Regions from separate parts of the Gasterosteus aculeatus genome. Here region 1 is linked to region 2. The links are chromatin contacts, called in public Hi-C maps. All regions are on one chromosome and are shown on one strand. The core of a region is the stretch at or near the end of the contact, and the rest is flanking DNA. Distances in the headings are between cores, read along the strand shown. Region 1 overlaps cntln (centlein, centrosomal protein). Region 2 has its middle 4.2 kb from the start of LOC144411604.

What was found. Hi-C and Micro-C count contacts between places; a contact is called where the count stands out from the background.
Region 1: a contact with region 2 is called in a Hi-C map of skeletal muscle, with 2.5 times the contacts expected there. The contact joins two enhancer-like sites. A contact is called at or near these places in 2 of 6 Hi-C or Micro-C datasets (skeletal muscle and whole body).

What each region holds. Positions count from the first base shown.
Region 1 is chr9:16,039,074-16,042,435 of fGasAcu3.hap1.1, forward strand. It overlaps cntln (centlein, centrosomal protein), which reads left to right. Exons shown (of 27, transcript XM_040187168.2): 18 at 469-550; 19 at 902-1,173. Among protein-coding and RNA genes, the nearest start is that of sh3gl2a, 33 kb to the right of the region's middle. Within about 2 kb of position 1,913, at least 1 of the 9 cell types and tissues checked has open chromatin away from gene starts, as enhancers often do.
Region 2 is chr9:15,789,582-15,793,335 of fGasAcu3.hap1.1, forward strand. No RefSeq gene overlaps it. Among protein-coding and RNA genes, the nearest start is that of LOC144411604, 4.2 kb to the left of the region's middle. Within about 2 kb of position 2,505, at least 1 of the 9 cell types and tissues checked has open chromatin away from gene starts, as enhancers often do.

The DNA of each region.
Region 1 (3,362 bases), core at 663-3,162, 250 kb after region 2:
TGATCAAACCTGGCACTGATCAGCTCCTACCTGACCCTTTGTACAAAGGAAACAGGCAGACAAGAAAGGGGCGGGGGGGCTTCTTTGATGTCACTACAAACGATGGTGCATTCGGGAGTGTGTCACACACACACACACACACACATGTGCAGACCAAATGACTGCACGCACACAAGTCATACTGTAAGAGTGAGTCTCGGCTTTTCCGCGGTGATCGAACAGAGGCGGAGTGTGCAGGCGCCTGTCAGAAGTAATACCCGGCCTGAGGAGCATTTGCGTCGAAGTCAGTCGAACGCGCTCAGGTGAATTATTAAAACACCGGGTGATTTGTCTTGCCGCGTTAAACTGAGCACAGCCTGTGATCATGGTGTCATTATGAGCTGCGTTTCAGGAGGCACAACATGTCAACCGGTGTTAAACCTAACAGCTGCTTTTCATCTCTGTCTCTTGTCTTTTCTGTTCTTTCAGTCCTACAGGTGTTCACTGATGTCAAACACAGCGCCAACAGGAGCCGAATCCGACTGGAAAAATAAACATGTTCCGGCCCGAGGTAGCATGAGTTTTCCTTTTTCACACCCCTGCAGAACTACAAAAAGTCTAATCGACTATTAATTGCAGCAGGAAGAACACTCGATGCGTGTACATGCTGTCGATCGGAAACAAGTATCTCAGAAGTTAACAAGCTTCGTTTTTGTTAGTTTTTGGAACTTGACACTCTTGAATTGGTTATAAATGGAAAATGTTAATCATTCAAGTAGTTAAATATATCACCATTTTCACCTGTGCATACACAGATACACTTTTACATAAGCCTGTTAACTCCCACCAGTAGCTTCTAAATAGGGATTTGTTCGCTGCACTTGTCGACTCTGAGGTGCCTGCGTGTACTTCCTCCTGTTAGACGTTGAACAGCATGAGCCGTGGGACCGAGGGACGAGAGGAGAGGAAAGGAGGTGGAGGAGGAAGAAGAGGATGCTAATGAAGACCCGGCACTACTCCTCCTCTTCTCTGCAGCAGCGCACAGAGTCCCTCCAGCATCACATTGACATACTGCGAAGTGCCAAGAAAGACGCTCTGCTTTCTGCCAGGGAGCTTCGAAGGGCCAATGAGAAAAACACGGCACAACTCGACTCCCTCACCGAGAAACTCTGGATCAGCGAGCAGCGAGCACAGGTAACATTAACAGGGAAATCAGTCAATTGGAAAGTGTTGGTAATTTTCATTGATGTGTTTCTTTATTCTTTATTTGTGAGTGCAGTGCGTCTATCACGCACAATAAATGGCTTCAGGGCGACTCTTTTCTGTGGAGGTCAGCGGCACGGATCAGGAGGGGGGACGATGATCTCTCTCCCTCTTTTTTCCTCTCTTCCACTCTGCTGTTGTCTCGCTGAATGTTTCAACAAGGCAGTTCCTCCACAGCAGTCTGTGTCACTTGCACTAACATTTCGCTGTATGCAAGACCCCGTGTGTGCAGACACACACACACACACACACGCGGTGACCACTGCCACACACTCATTTAGTTATTTAGTATCTGCCTCCAGGTAGGAAACTGTTAGACTTGCTAAGGACTATAAATAAAACACCAAGTACTTTGGCCCTAAAATGTACCTCACCTGCCAGGTTGTCCTTTTACAAACCAACATACACAAAAACACACACACACACACTTTGTGCCCACAAATACACACACCAACACCTAGACGGATAGTCGTTAATCAGACAGGCAGGAGACTTCTTTTGGTGGATTCAGAAATAGCGGCAGCAGCCAGTGAGGTCCCACTGGGCGCCTGATTAGGCGTATGTGCCTGTATGTCCTTATGTTTAATGAGTGAATGGTACAGATACAGTATATTACACCTACACACACACACACACACACACAGAGGTCAGAGTGCGGCCCTTATAGTGCTGCTGTCTAGGAAGTGGCCCTTGTGCCCCCACCCAGGAATCTGATTGCTAAGGCCCAACGAGACCTTAGACTGAGGCACAGCAGTAAAGCCACACGAGGTTGCACAGACACACTCACACACACACACACACACACACACACATATACACTGTCAATGAGTGGACAGAGAGGGGATTGTTGTCTTCCTGTTTGTTTCCTCTCCCCTCCTGCAGTATTAATGCCACTCCACCAGAGAAAGTTGGAGCCGGCTGACTGGCCGAAGCCATGTGTTGTTGCCCTCTCTGCAAAGGGCAAGAGGTGATGGACTTTGGGCTTGTTCCAGGCGGTCCTTGCCAACTTTCAAACTAAAACTCTCTGCTTGTAATTGGCCTAGGACAGCCTCCACAGGGGCCATCATGTGAGAAGTAGCATGGCAGTTTCTCAGAAACTTGTTTGTGTTGCCTAGAGATCGACCGGTCTTGGATAGTGGAAGGTTTGGAGCAGGAAAAAGCTGAATAATTGTAAAACTCTCCAAAAGCATCTTCTCTCAATTTATTGCAATATCAGATGTTCAATGGGGCGGGAACGGTGTGTACCACTTAACCTTTCATTATTTAGGCTGCTTCTTGTTTTATCTAACTTCCGTCTGTAGTCGCTGTATGAGTTTCTAACTGCATTTTAATAGCTGCTACAGTATTTTCAGAAAAAGATGATTCCTATTATTACTTGGTTTGGTTATGATGCTAGTGGTGGGGTTTAGCGACCACGGTAATATTACTGCAACAAAGTCCAATGTGCCAAGTTATACCAACAATCAGATTATTTTGATGGTTGCAAATAAACCATGAAGGTTTTAGACAGATTATCCAAACCATTTGATCTTGAAGGAATAGCTGAAGAAGCTTAAAACCTCAGGTGACAGGTAAAGCATTCCCTCCTCTTTCTACCAAGGTCTTGACAAAATGTGCTAGTCATGCGTATCATCCAAATACAGGATCATTTTTGTAACTTGGATTATCTACTTCACTCTGTCATTACTTCCTTGTCTACTTCACTTTGCAGTGTACTCTGACATGGCTTCGCAAATCTAGCAGCTTTATCTCTTCACGTGCCGAGTGCACTACCCTCCTCAAACACGTAAGGGCCGGATTATCACAGGATTAGTGGGTGCAACAGACAACCCACTACCTTTTTAAAATATACAGACATTACACTAATGTCTCTGTTGATTGCTTTACAAAGTCACTGTGATTTCTGCATGTGTATATGTGTCGCTATTACAACTGGTTTCCAAATTCTTCCTGCTTCTGATTGAGTACCACGCGGAAAGTTATCAGTGAGACTCCTGCTCAGATGCGAGAAAGAGAGAGAGGTGTCCCCTTTTTCCAGCCTAATGGACCACCAGTAAATCCGCCCCATGTCAGTGTCATCTCTCTCCAGGGCTGAATACGCGCCGTGAAATCAAAGCCTG
Region 2 (3,754 bases), core at 1,255-3,754:
AGGTGAGCGACTTCATGCTGTGCTCCAGCAGACAAAAGTTAACTACATCTTTAAATAGTGTTGTTTGCTGGCGTACTTTGGCTGTGAAAAAAATGTTACTAATGATAGAGAAATTGACATTCCTGCTCTGTATTTAGTCCCTACTTGTGCCATGGAAGGAACTTCCATTTGAATGTAAGGACCTGCGCCACCTCGGGTCAATGTATTTATTTACTCCGTATTTACCGAGGTGCTGATTCAGCTGCAGAGTTGCAATCCCACTCAATAACATCACGCTTGATAAGGCCGAGGAAGGCACAGATGTTCATGGGAGAAAGACAAACGCGAGAGATAGAAAGAGTGGGATTGAGATAAACACTGTTGAATACAGCGGTCAGCAAACGCAAGTGGAGAAACCAACCCATTAGGTGGACATCAGTGGTTGCGTCGGGTTAGATGGTGGGTGTTCTGGTCTTACAGCAGTTGTTGCTGCACTGAGACACACAGACATTGTGATCAGAGCTACAGCCGCAGCAGGAAAACAGATGCGTTGTAAATCAGTAACTGATGGTCGGAAAAAGGAGACGTGCATTTTCATTTAGACTCGCCATGTTTTCTAGTCACAGCGGTGCCAAAAAAACACTCGTTCCGTTTTCTGATTGGGGTAATTTTGTGCAAAACCCAGTTGCGTCTCATATGCCTGACCTAAAAAGCCGACTATTTTGTTAAATTGGGTTGATTGACGCCAATACGCTAGTGCTATACCCTTTTTAATTTGTAAATTGACTATTGACATTGTTCAGACGAATAGTCAATAATGGCAGAGCTGCTTCTGCTTTGTGACACACAACGCACACAATTTCCTGAGACAGATTACCGTCCTTCAATGAATTTAGGGATGCGCAATGAAACCGAGAAACACTTGTCTTGATATTTCCATCACCGGCTCCCCCCCCCAAAGCTATATAATTAAGTTCCCAAATATTGTGCTCTCCTCTCCCGGGCGCATGTTGCTTCGCCTGAACCGCACCGCGTTTGACCAGCAAGAAATCCCCAAAAACGTGATGTTGTTTGGTCATTTTTGAGTTATTGGATTTTTTTCCCCCACGTACGTAGTGTTATTCCCAGCTTCACCTTCAGTGCGCACGCACACACACACACACACACACACACGTCTGGTGTTATTGGCAGCGCGCCTTCATCCACCGACACCTCCAGCGTCCCTGGTGGCCTTTGTCACAGAAGAAAGAGAATGATCAATATAGCAGTTAAACTAGACTTTCAAAGCTGATCGCCGGGCCTCTTTCTGGGGCCATCTTCTTTAATGAATTTTCTTTCATTCCCCAGTAGTTTTTAAACATCAAACAATAAATCGGCCAGGGCACAGTAAAATATTTAGATCTATTGACTGTGTTTGAAAAATGTAGAGGGCAAAAACTCTAGTGGTTTGATGCTGATGCATTCTGAACACTTTAATCCACCCGAGTGTTTCCTTTTATCTGCCTGGGTTTTCTCCAAAAGAGGGAAAAAGGGCCTAAAGAATGTTCTCAAAGATCCAGCCACACTTTCTTAAAAGCTCCCTACCTTCAATTGCTCTATTCTATTGCAGCGATTGTCAACATTCTTGGTACCGAGGCACGCACAAAATTGTTTAATTTTCCGAGAAAATCTGTCCAGCCTTTTATTGTCGCTGTTCACCTTAAAGGACAGTGGGCTACGTAGAAATGTATGAATTAATTGCGAATGTTTTGGAATTAAATACGTAGTCTGAATTAACCCTAACCGTGCCATTCGTCCATAAAATGTGTTTGTTACAACATGGCAGTGCGACACTACAAATGTGGAAAGCATCTGCTTTATAATGTCTGCAGTTTTATTCCTCATACCCACCTTAAAACAACTTTAAAACAAACCCCAAAACATCTAGAATAAAACCCCATCAGTGTGTAGTATGTCGGTGGAAATTTGCCTTGACAAAATATCTTTATACTGTCATGAAAGGTCCCACAAAAGAAAAGAATTGTGTGGGAGGATGCTGGTGGAGTTTTCTAAAAAATCTTTCAATATTGACAGGTTGTGTCAGAATGCTACAAGACACAGATCAAATAGTGTCTGAAAATACATTATTCTGTAGAAACATTTCATAAGGCTCAGTGAGTTTGAGCAGAACTGTATTTTTGTCAGCGCATTGTGTGTATTTATTTCACTTTTACAAAAGAATGTCTCTAGGTTTAGTCCAATCCGTATTTCTGCTTTTTTTGTCGTCAAAGTCACATCGAGGTGAACGTGGTCGTCTGATCCCTCGCGGAGCCACATCCTGATGTAGTGATAATTTGTACTGCGTGCATGCGTGTCTTTGCACCGGCTGGTCGGTGCACGTGCGTGTCTTGGCCGGCGTGACAGCCCGGCCTTGACGTTAAACATCTGTCCGGGTGATTCATTCGGCCGCGCATGTGGAGTGACACCGAGGCACATCTGCCGAGGTGCAGGCGATCCCTGCAACCTGCCCTTCCAAAGGCCCTGCCTCACCACCACGGCTTGTTTGCGTCATTTCCCCAACTCTCCACCACTGCCGGTTCATAAAAGTGACATCCTGCTCCCCCACCTCCCTCTCTCCCAGTTGTGCAGGCTGGAGAGCAGCAGATGCACAGCCTCGGGGAGATTTAGAAATGGCAAACACAATGAAACTCATGCACCTGGGAAAGCGAGTAATCCCAGATAAACCTCATCTTGTCCTTTTTTCTTTTTTTGCCGAGGCAGATTCGCTGGGCTTTCATGCATTGTGAATGTACGTACATTAAAGTGGACAAGATTTCTGCTAAAAAACATTTACAAATGTATTGATTAGACCATTAACATAAAATAAATAGCAAACCATTTTAATCATCCTGCAATTGAAACGTTTTTAAATAAGGAAAATATTACAAATATTTGGTTTGAGCCTCTTAAAAGTGAAGATTTGCTGTCTTTTTCTTTGTTTTAGAATATGAAGCCATTCATTGCCACAGATGTTACACATAGAGGAATTTGACGTGGATGATTATAAATTACATATATTCCCATTTTCTTGGGGAAAAAACAAGCAATTCTTGTGACTTTCAATTTATTACTTTTTAAAAAAGTTTTTTTCAAACAATTTTGTATACTATTTGTAAGTTAAAAAAATTAAATATTTGCCTAGACAAGATTTAATTACAATTCTTTGGCACGGGATAATCATCAGATTATGTTATATGCTGTTAAACATGCAGTAAATGTATTTCACTGAGTGGAAAGATTGAAAAATCATTTGAGTTTTAGTGACAGATGCTTCTCTTCACTACTGTGAAGGCCATTGTGATCACTTGAATGAATACAGCTTGACTAATTAAGGTTATGCAGTTGGCTGGCTCTCTCCAAACAAGGCCCACGTAATGTGGATTGTGTTGCAGCACCTCCAGCCCCCACAGTACAGTGCAGTGCAGATGAAAGCCGCGTTGATGAGCGGTACAGTCCGACGTGTCAATTGGAAAGTGCTGAAAAAGATCAATCAGTGTAGTACTTGATTTTCAAAATCACATTCAAGTTTACTCTTACACAAAGATATTATTTTATTGCGGGGTAATAAGCTCAGAAATGTATTCACCGTGTTTTCGAGCGGCGCTGTGCTGCTCCCAGCCCCGCTGTTACCATGACGAAAACACCGAGGAATATGACTCCTAACGAATTAAATAGAAAATTGCTGATTACTGACAAACGCAGCAAGTGCAGATGATGATGACTGAAATGCGCTTGA